Regions from separate parts of the Mus musculus genome. Here regions 1 and 2 are each linked to region 3. A link is a contact called in public Hi-C data. All regions are on one chromosome and are shown on one strand. Each heading gives the region's core, a stretch centred on a gene start, on an enhancer-like site or on the middle of the called end of the contact. The rest is flanking DNA. Distances are from core to core; before and after follow the strand shown.

What was found. Hi-C and Micro-C count contacts between places; a contact is called where the count stands out from the background.
Region 1: a contact with region 3 is called in a Hi-C map of the N1E-115 cell line, with 9 times the contacts expected there. The contact joins two enhancer-like sites. A contact is called at or near these places in 1 of 39 promoter capture datasets (embryonic stem cells), 3 of 15 datasets of contacts at CTCF or cohesin (embryonic stem cells, large pre-B cells and pro-B cells), 28 of 484 Hi-C or Micro-C datasets (3T3-L1-derived adipocytes, the C10 cell line, the HPC-7 cell line and 10 more), 10 of 115 datasets of contacts at active chromatin or transcription factors (the SCID.adh cell line, T-cell acute lymphoblastic leukemia, bone marrow-derived dendritic cells and 2 more) and 4 of 9 other capture datasets (adipose tissue, embryonic stem cells, liver and 1 more).
Region 2: a Hi-C map of the N1E-115 cell line shows a contact between it and region 3, with 4 times the contacts expected there. The contact joins two enhancer-like sites. A contact is called at or near these places in 1 of 15 datasets of contacts at CTCF or cohesin (CD8 T cells), 4 of 484 Hi-C or Micro-C datasets (the N1E-115 cell line, cerebellar granule neurons, cerebellum and 1 more), 1 of 115 datasets of contacts at active chromatin or transcription factors (embryonic stem cells) and 4 of 9 other capture datasets (adipose tissue, embryonic stem cells, liver and 1 more).

The regions. Positions count from the first base shown.
Region 1 is chr12:108,902,724-108,906,116 of GRCm38.p6, forward strand. The region is part of intron 2 of Wdr25 (WD repeat domain 25); the gene reads left to right. Among named protein-coding and RNA genes, the nearest start is that of Wdr25, 10 kb to the left of the region's middle. Within about 2 kb of position 1,423, at least 40 of the 459 cell types and tissues checked have an H3K27ac peak or open chromatin away from gene starts, as enhancers often do. A contact at or near this core is called in the N1E-115 cell line, where this site is marked.
Region 2 is chr12:108,952,471-108,955,721 of GRCm38.p6, forward strand. All of the region lies in intron 2 of Wdr25 (WD repeat domain 25), which reads left to right. Among named protein-coding and RNA genes, the nearest start is that of Wdr25, 60 kb to the left of the region's middle. Within about 2 kb of position 1,506, at least 50 of the 459 cell types and tissues checked have an H3K27ac peak or open chromatin away from gene starts, as enhancers often do. A contact at or near this core is called in the N1E-115 cell line, where this site is marked.
Region 3 is chr12:109,020,703-109,023,780 of GRCm38.p6, forward strand. The region is part of intron 4 of Wdr25 (WD repeat domain 25); the gene reads left to right. Among named protein-coding and RNA genes, the nearest start is that of Gm52002, 23 kb to the right of the region's middle. Within about 2 kb of position 1,824, at least 10 of the 459 cell types and tissues checked have an H3K27ac peak or open chromatin away from gene starts, as enhancers often do. A contact at or near this core is called in the N1E-115 cell line, where this site is marked.

The sequences.
Region 1 (3,393 bases), core at 173-2,672, 120 kb before region 3:
CATGTGTGCTATGGTACATGTGTGGAGGTCAGAGGACAACTTTGGGGGGTGCCAGTTCTTCTTCCACTATGTCACTGTTGGGGATTGGGCTCAGTGGCAAGTGCCTTTACTTGATAAGCCATTTTGCTCACCCCAAAGATTGTTTTCTTTAGGATAGTATCTCACTAGGTAGCCCTGGCTGCCTTGTTATTCATTATGAAGATCAAGCTAGTCACGACCCCATAAAGACCTGCCTCTCTCTTCCTTCAGAGTGCTAAGAGAAAGGCAAGTGCCACTATGCTCCATGTTGTTTTTTAAGAAAGAGTGAGTTGGCACCTTGGCTCTGGGTGTGGTGAAGAAAAGTGTGCCAGGACTGGTGTGACACTTCACGGCCAGAAGAGGTCGCAGTTGGGCTGCCTGGGATGACGAGAAGCCTGCGTTTAGGGCTGTGTGTGGGATGCTGATGTGTGGCCTGTCCCAGGAGGCGTGTGGGCCGGAGGTGGTGATGCTAGTGTGAGACTCCTTGGCTGCCAGGAAGCTTGAGGGAGTGCTCTACGCCCCTGTCTAGTTCCCCAGTACATCCAAAGGATGGCTTCGGGCAAAGACACTTGCTATAGTTGAGTTGTTGTCAGTACTGACCATGCATGCTAGGAGCAGAGTCTCCTGATCTTTATGAAAATTCAGGTTTCTATAAGCCAGGGGTGACTATCAAGCTGGAACCCGAGCAGAGGCTTTAATAAGATGTCTCATAGTTTTAGTGATTAGGGTTGTTTGGAAAATCATTTTGTGTAAGTGGGACTCTCAGTAAGTTCGGAATGCAGAATGAGTAGTAGGAACCAATAAGCTGTGGTGGGAAGATGGGTTAGGGCATGGAGGGCTCAGGTGTGCACCTGAGGTTGGAAGTCCTACCCTAGGCCTGCAGGTTGGTATGTGGCCTGCTGAGTGGTGGCTGCTTTTCCCTCCCTGATGTCAGAGATGCCTGTGGTTATAAACCAAGCCCCAGTATTCCTGTGAGGTGGAGGTATTATGTGTGTGCTTGGTCTTCCTGGCCTGGGTGCTGGCACTCAGGATGTGAACAACTGGGTGGGACCTGGCATGTGCTCCTGTCACTCAGGGTGCTGGGGCTTTGCTCCCGTCCCTGCCAGCGGTGGCTTACTGTATCTGAGATGTTCAACAGGCGGTAAGCTTTGTGAATGCAGAAGTCACACCAGACCCATTTTTATATTCTTTGTAGCATCTGGCATGAGATTTGGTCCCTGTTAAGTGATCAATGAAGGTTTAAAGACATTTTTTGGATTTCACTGCTTTGATTTAAGAGGGTTTGTGTGTGCACATGCAAAAATCCTGCTCACCTCTAGGGGGCACAGTAAGACTTGCTATCTTTTGCCCATCCAAGCTTCTAGAATGTGGTAGAATCCTTGACTCCTTGTAACATTTACTGAGATGATTTTTCTCTGATCTGGAGCAAGCCAGCTCCGTTCATCTGACTGATGTGAGGAGCCAAGTGCCGGTCTTTCGTTGCCTTAAAGCTCGGCTTTGGAGGCACACATTTCAGCTAGGCACATTACGGTGGAAAGATATGTATTTTAATATGCTCTAAATGTTCTGTGAGCTGTAAAATGTGCTTATATTAGTTTTGAAAAATTTACAGCCAAAGCAATTAAGTAAAATAAAACAATGAGTCACAGGCCCTGAAGCGCTGCTCCGCTGTCGCAGGCGGTGACCCTCCTGCCCTCCTCCGTGAGCTCGAGGCTTTCCTGGCTGTAGTCCCAGCACAGACACCTTTATGCTCTCTTTTCATTTCTCCGTGAACTCCCTGGGCTCTGCATGTTTGAACACCCACTGCACGTAAAGGTGGAATTCAGCCTTTGATGCCTTTTCTGAGGGAAAAAGGCAAACAGACAGCCTTGTCTGGCTGCCCATGCAGAGGCTGGACCAGGCCCCCCAGGGGACTCCCTGCTGCACCAGCGTGCTTCCTGCTGTGGGGACGAGTTCTTACTTAGGCAGGTCTGTACATAAAGCTTGTGAGCTGCGTGTTGTTAATTTGCTTTATTCTAGATTTTTCTTCAATAACAAATAGCAAGCTTCTGTAACATATTTTTAAAAAGCCAAACTGACGCTTACTGGGGAAACTTGACTGACTCAGATAAATGAGATGCGAAGGAGACATCAGTGCTTGTACTGTCCTGGTCATGGCGCATCTCTAGGCCGCCCCGGTCTGGCTGCTGCATCCCGCATGTTGACACTGGCCAGCTGGTCATTGCTATCTTGCCCTCCACCAGATTGTCTTTTGTATTGTTTGTGGGGCTGGGTGTATAGCTCAGAGGTGGAATGTCTGCCCTGCAGGCAGAGGACCTGGGGTTCCATCCCCGCTCCCCCAAACAAAGTCCCCAGTGAAAAACTGTCCACAAACAGCTTTCTGACTGTCCCTTTCCTCACACTTTCCCTCGTCTCTCCTGTGCTGTTTCCTGTAGCTTCTGGAGTCCATTTTAAAGCAAGTAGTCCTGCCGTGATCACACTGTGCATAAATGCCATCTTTTCTGCTGCTTAATGTAGTGAAGATGGGCTTTGCACTGTCGGCCGGCAGAAGGCCTGTGTGTGGGAAATGGAACCTTACACTGGCCGGCCTTTGGTGCGTGACTCTACTGCTGCTCAGTGCTGCCGGGACTTTGCATACGATTACTTGGTCTCTCTGATCCCCAGGTATCACGGTAAAGGAGAGAGAATGGCCATCAATGAGGACTGTTGCCACAGATATGGGAAGAAATGATCTAGTCCAGTCCCTGGCATAAGCGAGAATTTCCCCCCTTGTACCCATATTGATTGGTTAAAACATAAATGTGCAAAAAACACCTCAGTTAGAGTCTTCTGACTTAATGTAGTTCTGCTTTTGTGAATCTCTTCATAGTCTGTTTTTGTACATATGGATTTTTAAAGAGTTTCATCCTCAGTGTTCCTGAGATAAATCCCTTTAAAATGCATGGAGTTTCTGAGATCAATGCTACTGAGCTGCCTTTGTCGTCCTTTGGAGTGCTTTGTGCATCCGCCAGGTCCTGCTGAGGACGGCCCAGTTGCCAGGCGCTCACACTGGCCACTGGATGGTGGACGGTTGCTTGAGTCCAAAGTCAAGCCTCAGCAGCGCTGGGGAAGCAACCTCTTAGGGGACCCAGGAGGGAGCTATGCTGCCTCCCTCAGGCAAGCTGCCTTCGGAGGTAGCTGAAGGCTCTGCGATGGAGGCAGGTGACCCCAGCTGGTGCTTTCTTGTGCTGATCACCGGCCCTGTGGTGACCAGGAGCACATGAGGGAGCAGGGCGTCAGCAGCTGCACCGGGTCCACCACATGCTGCTAGGCACAGCTTTTAACACACTTTACCACAGAGCTGAAACTTGTTCCCAGTTACACAGCAGGCAACAT
Region 2 (3,251 bases), core at 256-2,755, 69 kb before region 3:
TGAGATCTGCCTGCCTCTGCCTCCCGAGTGCTGGGATGTGGGTCTGACTCTTAAGCTCATTCTTCTGAAGCCAGTTTTTAGCACAGTTGACTAAGAAGGCTCAGGCCAGTGGCTTTACATCATGTTTAGCCTTTTTTAATCTTCTAGCCACCCCATAAAGTTCCATACATTTTCCCTATCTTATATCTAAGAAAAGGAAGACTCAGAGAGGTATAGTATGAGGCTTAGGGCCACACAGCTGGTAACAGGCAGAGCTAAGATTTGAGTTCAGCATAGTCAGTCTTCTAAATTGTAGTTACTTCAAGCACCTCTCTTGAGGCCTGTGCTTTCTGGCTCGTGATCAGGTTACCCTGCTCTGAGACAGCCCAGCAGTGTGGCATGGAGCAGTGGGCCAGAGCCTTCTTGGGCACTTTCTGACTGTGTCCTAGGAAGGTGCCACTTCTCCTCTTGCCCTTTACTTGCTGGTGATGTATGGCATGACATCATCTTGGGTGGTTGCTGGTTATAAGTAGCATGTGTAAGCCATGGCTGTCATGCATTGACTCAGGCAGATACTCTCAACATGGAGGCTCTGCCTGGGCATCCCTGGCTGGTCAGGTTCATCCACGGGTCCCATCTCACATGTATATCACATGGCTGGCTGCCAATAGGATTGAGTGAATGGCAGCCTGGCACAGTATGTACCACCATTGTAGCCATTCATGAGATCTTAATGCTTAGGAAGGAGCTAGGCCTGCCAGCAGTTGAGGGAAGCTGTCAGAATAAAGGTTTGCCTGTCTCATGAAAGCGAACTTGTAAACCTAATGACTGCTGGGCTGTGGAAGAAGTGTGTCATCTGGGTTTCTCACTTGCAACAGAACTCTCTGGAAGGACAGTTGGCATCTCCCCGTTGCCGTGTGGGGGTGGACACGTTTTATGTGACAGCAAGGCAAGAAAGCTAACAGTGATCTCTGAGGAGTTATGCTCAGCTTAACCCTTTGAATTGCTACAGCTTTAACATCAGCTCCGGGAATACTCGCAGATATCTCTCGCTGTCCGTGTTCTCTCTGAAAATACAAATGACTTGAATGTCTGAGGATTTGGTAAAGCATTGGTGTTAACAGGGATAGTCAGAGTGTGCTCAGGTGCTGGGGGGAAGGTGGGAAGTTTGTCCCAGGGCTCAGATCCATGTCTCCGAGACAGGACTCCGTGTGAAGAGCTGTATGTAGAAAGCTGTCCTGTCCTGTTCCTGTCACGCTACTCTTTGATAGAATGTTTAATTGAGGCAGGTTTTCTGAGAGCATTGTTTGAAGTAACTCAGGGGTAGAAGGTAGTGTTTCCCCCCGGGATTCCACTTCCTGCTGCACATTGAAGGCAGTTGTTGTAGGCAGTGTTCTGATGCATTTGCTCCTGCCCAGTAGAGCACTCCAGGATTCCTTGGCTGCGAACCCCTCCTACTCCAGTGGAGACCAGCAGCACTCAGCCAGCCCTTTTGGCTGTGGGCAGCAGGGTGGCGCTAGACACCTGGCTTTTAGTCCCCAGGAGGCTTGCCTCTCCAGGCTGTTCTGAGCTCCTGTTTTGTGTTAGCTGTAGAATGGGGCCCCATAATGAGGTTGGGGGGTGGGAGCAGGGAGAGGCTGATGAGCCTGATGCAGAAGCTGTGCCCTGTGGGGACCTGTACTGAGCTCCACAGGAGAAGAACTCCACTGCACAGACAGGCGTGCTGCGTGCTGCCCGTGTGGGGGAGCCTGGCGCTTCCCCAGCAGGTGTCCTCCTTCAGATGGACTTGGAGCCTTGTCCCTAATGTTTATTGCCTTTCTTCTTTAGGGATAGCGATCTGCAGGTCAGGCTTATTTGCGAGATCCATATTACTTCTGATTATTTATGAATGGATTGGCCAGGGGGAGGCAACCAACTCGATTAATTCATCAGTGAGGCAGCTGGAAGGACCTGTGACAAATAGTGCAGGCTGTCATTTGGCCAAAGATTGTCTGTGCTGGGATTGTTCCCCCAGGATAACCATGATGACAAACATAATTGACATTTTTTATTAACCCTGAAATGATTAAAGATGCTGTTGCTGAATTTGTGTCAAAGTACCCAGTCCCTGGCATTTTGAGAGGACTCGGTGTGGGGCCAGTAAACAGCCTGTGCTTACTTCCTGTTCATCACTTTAATCAGCCAAGGCAGACAGACAGAGCCCTGCCTGATTTGGTCCTGAAACCAGGCCAGAGACAAGACTCTGTTTTCCAGAACTCTCTGGCATCACCGTCATGAACACACAGGAGGCACTCTGTTCAACAGTCTACTTAGTCATTGGTTAGCAGATTCTGACATTCCAAGGTGTGGGCTTGGGGGACTTTCCCTAGGAGCTGCAGTGGCAGGTGGAGGCACAGGCAGATTTGGATGGGGGGCTATGTGCTGTTTGGGGGCAGGATAGACTGTCAGACTGAGTGGGCGAGGGAGCCGTGTGGGGGGCAAGTGTAAAGAGTAAATTTTGGTTAATGTATAAATGAATGGATTTAATTACATTTTATATGTGTATATCATTGTACTTAGCTCCTATCTGATCCCTCCCTCATTTCCCCTGGTCTCTGGGTCTCCCCCCCCTCCCTCCCCCTCTCCCTCTCTCCCTCCCCCTCCCCCTCACACACATACTTTAAGTGAGGTACAGTGGTGTGCTCTTTAATCCTAGCTGTCAGGAAGCAGAAGCAGGTGGATCTCTGAGTTCCGGTCAGCCAGGACTATATGGTAAGATTCTATCTAAACAAACAAACAAACAAACAAACAAACCAGAAGCACCACCACTACTACCACCAAGAACAACAACAACAACAAAAAACCCATCAACAACAAAACTACAAAGAAAACAAAAGCCAACCCCCCCCCAAAGCAGACCGTGTTTGCCTGAGTGAAAGACATGCACCATGCGTGCTCTCGCCCCCCTGCTTGCTATCCTGTTTGCTTAGATTCCTCCCCACACGTGCCTCTGTTTACTCTTATTTTAACCTACATTTTATTTGTGAGGAAACATGCAAGGTCTGTCTGTCTTTCTGATTCTGTCTACTTTAGTTTAATGTGACAATTCCCAGTTCCATCCGGTTTCCTGTGACAGAATTACACTCTCCTCCTCTCTTTAGTGAGGCAGGATCTCTCTGTGTAGCCTTGGCTGTCCTAGAATTCACTCTGTGGATCAATCTGGTCTTGAACTCAGAGATCTACTTGCCTCTGCCTTCTGACCATTGGGATTGAAGGTGTGTACCTGGCTATTT
Region 3 (3,078 bases), core at 574-3,073:
TATGCCTGTAATCAACTCTAATATGCGCGCACTTGAGCTGTCTCTGCTGAGAGCGTGCTCACACACACAAAACACACACACACACACACACACACACACAGTACATACCGCAACAGTGACTGTACATGGTTCATGAAACCTAAACTGTCATCAGTGATCCTTATTCATGAGTGAAATCTACAAAGTAAGATCTTTTTTAAAAAGGATTTTTATTTAAATGTGCGTATGTGTGTGAGTATGTATGATGTATGTATGTATGTATGTATGTATGTATGTATGTATGCCACCAGTCACATGTGTGCAGGTGGCCAAGGAGGCCAGAAGGGGGTGTTGGATTTTCTGGGAGTTTCGAGCTGACGTGGATGCTAACAAGGAGGGTGTGGATGCTGAGGATGAAGCCTAGATCTTCAGGAAGAGCAATATGTGTTCTAACCACTGAGCCATCTCTCCAGCCCCCAGAGAAATAACCAAATAACCCTGGTAACTCCATCTCCCTCATTCTGTCCCCTTCCTCTACTGGTGAAATGTACTGCTTGATTTTTATTTTAAGCTTACATTCCTATTGTGCGCTTATTAAATGGGATCTCAAGCGTCTGCTGCTTTGTGACTAAGGATGACTTTGAACTTAGATCCCCTGGCCTTGACCTCCCAAGTGCGGAGATTTGAACGCGTGTGCACACCCCTCTCCGTCACCCTCTGCTCATTCCCTCTCTACCTCTGCAGCGGGGCTCTGAACATGGGGCCCTGGTGTTGGCTTTAGCAGGACAGGCTCCCTGGTGTTGCAACAGGCATGGCGGTACCCAAGTCCTCTCCGTGCTCTCCGTGGCGTACGCTGGGCTGTTCCCAGTTCTTCACTGTCTTTGACATCATGCTGACATCTTGGTGTCCTGCCCGCCCGTGCAGCTCTATAACCAGTTGTTGGGTGTGGGGTGGGTTGTGGGTTGCAGGGTGCCGCACGTCTGTAGTGTTGCCCTGGGTTGCCCGGCCCCTCCTCTCTGAGTCTGTGCATCTCTGCCAGCAGCTTATAGCATCCAACACCCTGACACCACCCAACAGAGGTGCTGTCAGACTCTGGGAGTTTGCTCATTTAATAGGCAAGGGATGACATTTAAGTTTGCTTAAATTGCTCTTGTTATAAGCAAGGTCGAAGCCATTTCCCTGTCGATGAGCTGCGTCCTCTCGCCATCTTCTGTGGAGCTCAGGCTTTCTCAGAGGCTGTCTTGTCTCAGAGGCTGCTGGTGTTGCAGATGGTAACCTTTGCATCTAATGCCCCTTACAAACGCCTCTCCCACGTGGCTGCCTGTTACTCGTTCGTTACTTATCTGCTCATTTTCTGCCTGTGAGTGAGCTGTGTTAGTTAGTTGCCACTTGGTCAGCCGGACTGGCCTCTCTCTCACTGCTCCTGGCTGTAAAATTGTGTCTGGGAAGTACCCCAAAGCCTGGCCCGTAGAGGAATCCAGTCACGTTGTCTTCTCTGATTTATGTTTTCCTTTGCTTTATTAGTATAAAGTTCTGTTGCTTCTCTAATGTCTACAGACATTTTAATGGTCATTCTCAAAGCTCTGTGACTGACTCGGCCTGAGGGACAAGCCCTACAAGCATGCTCTAGAGCTGGCATGTATAGACTGTCACATTCTCACACTTGAAGAAGCCCATATGCCTGATATCAGGGAAATGGAACAATCTGGGAGTGGAGACCTGGGCCATGGCCAGAACCTCACTGGAACAGCCCATTCGATCCGAGAGAGCCAGAGCCTCAAAGAGGCAAGGCTGTGCCTTGGTCGGCATGAACAGTCCATCGGAGTCCAGGTTGATTATCCACAGGCGGTCTTAATTCTCCAGCTATGACACAAGCTGTCGTCTACCTTCCCCACAGCCAGGCTTTTCCAGTGGGTCTGGGGTTGCCAGTGGAGGCTCTCCTCCTTGGCTCCAGTCCCGAGGTAGGGCGTGCCAGCTGCCCAGGTAATAATCAAGGTTGCCGTAAAACTCCCCAGCCTACAGGGTATGTCTCAGCGGGAAGGAAAGTCTGCCATGCGGTGAGGAGCACTCCGAAGGCTAGCTTCCTGCCCACAGCTGTGCCTCATTGGCAGGGTTCATCTGTAACACGGCCAGTTTCCCAGCCATTTGCTTTTATGGTGCCCTAATGAACTGTGCTATTTGTAGCCATTCTGAGAAGATGTGTGCCTTTTGTTCTGGTAGAGTTTACTTGGAAGGTGCAGGGTATAGGTAGTTCTGACATGCATGGCAGATGGCCCCTAGGTATGCCTTTCTAGGCTGTTGTCCTGAGTTAGAAAATACAGGGAGAGCCCCAGGTGCCTTCATCATCCCCTGGCCTAACCCAAGGAGGCTACAGGGCATGTGCTCTTAAGGCCACACATATCCCAGGGCACACATGGTGACCACTAACTGCTGTCCTCTATGACCTGGCCGGCTCTGCACGGATTCACCAGGGAGAAGGATCCAGGCCACCTGCAGAGATGTGTCTGAGAGGTGAGATGTGGCCAGAGCAGTTTCTTACTCTATAGTCACTGGTGTTCCTAGTTAGCTCTTGATGCCTGGCGACCTGGCCTGCGGTTGATGGAGACAGTTAGAGGGGAAGGGTGAGCGGAGGTATCTTAACATGGCCACACAGTCCCAAAGGGCATGGGAGAAGGGGTCTAAGGGTGGTGGGATTGGACTGTTTAGGGATGAACAGGGGCAGGGAAGACCCTCAGAGCCAGTTTGCTTGCTGACCCCTCTGCCCACCAGAAAGCAGAACTGTGCTTGAACATTGGGTGTTGGGTAAGCTTGTGGGGCAGATATTGGGGGCTGTGACATGTCCTGCCCTCCCCAGGTTCATGCCTAGCGGGGGTATATCTCAGCAGCAGTGTGGGACCTGGATGCCTTGTGGGCCTGTGCCCATGGATCCTGGTCTCGTGGGATGACACACAAGAAAGCAGGCAGCTCTTGTAGCTGGAGACGCTCCTAGAAGCATCTGTGAGGGGAAGACTGTGGCCCTGTCCTGCCTTCATGTCTCTGCAGGGCTGGCCTCTCCTCTTCAGGGCTTGGGGGTGGGTGGGTCTGATGTCACTCCAGTAG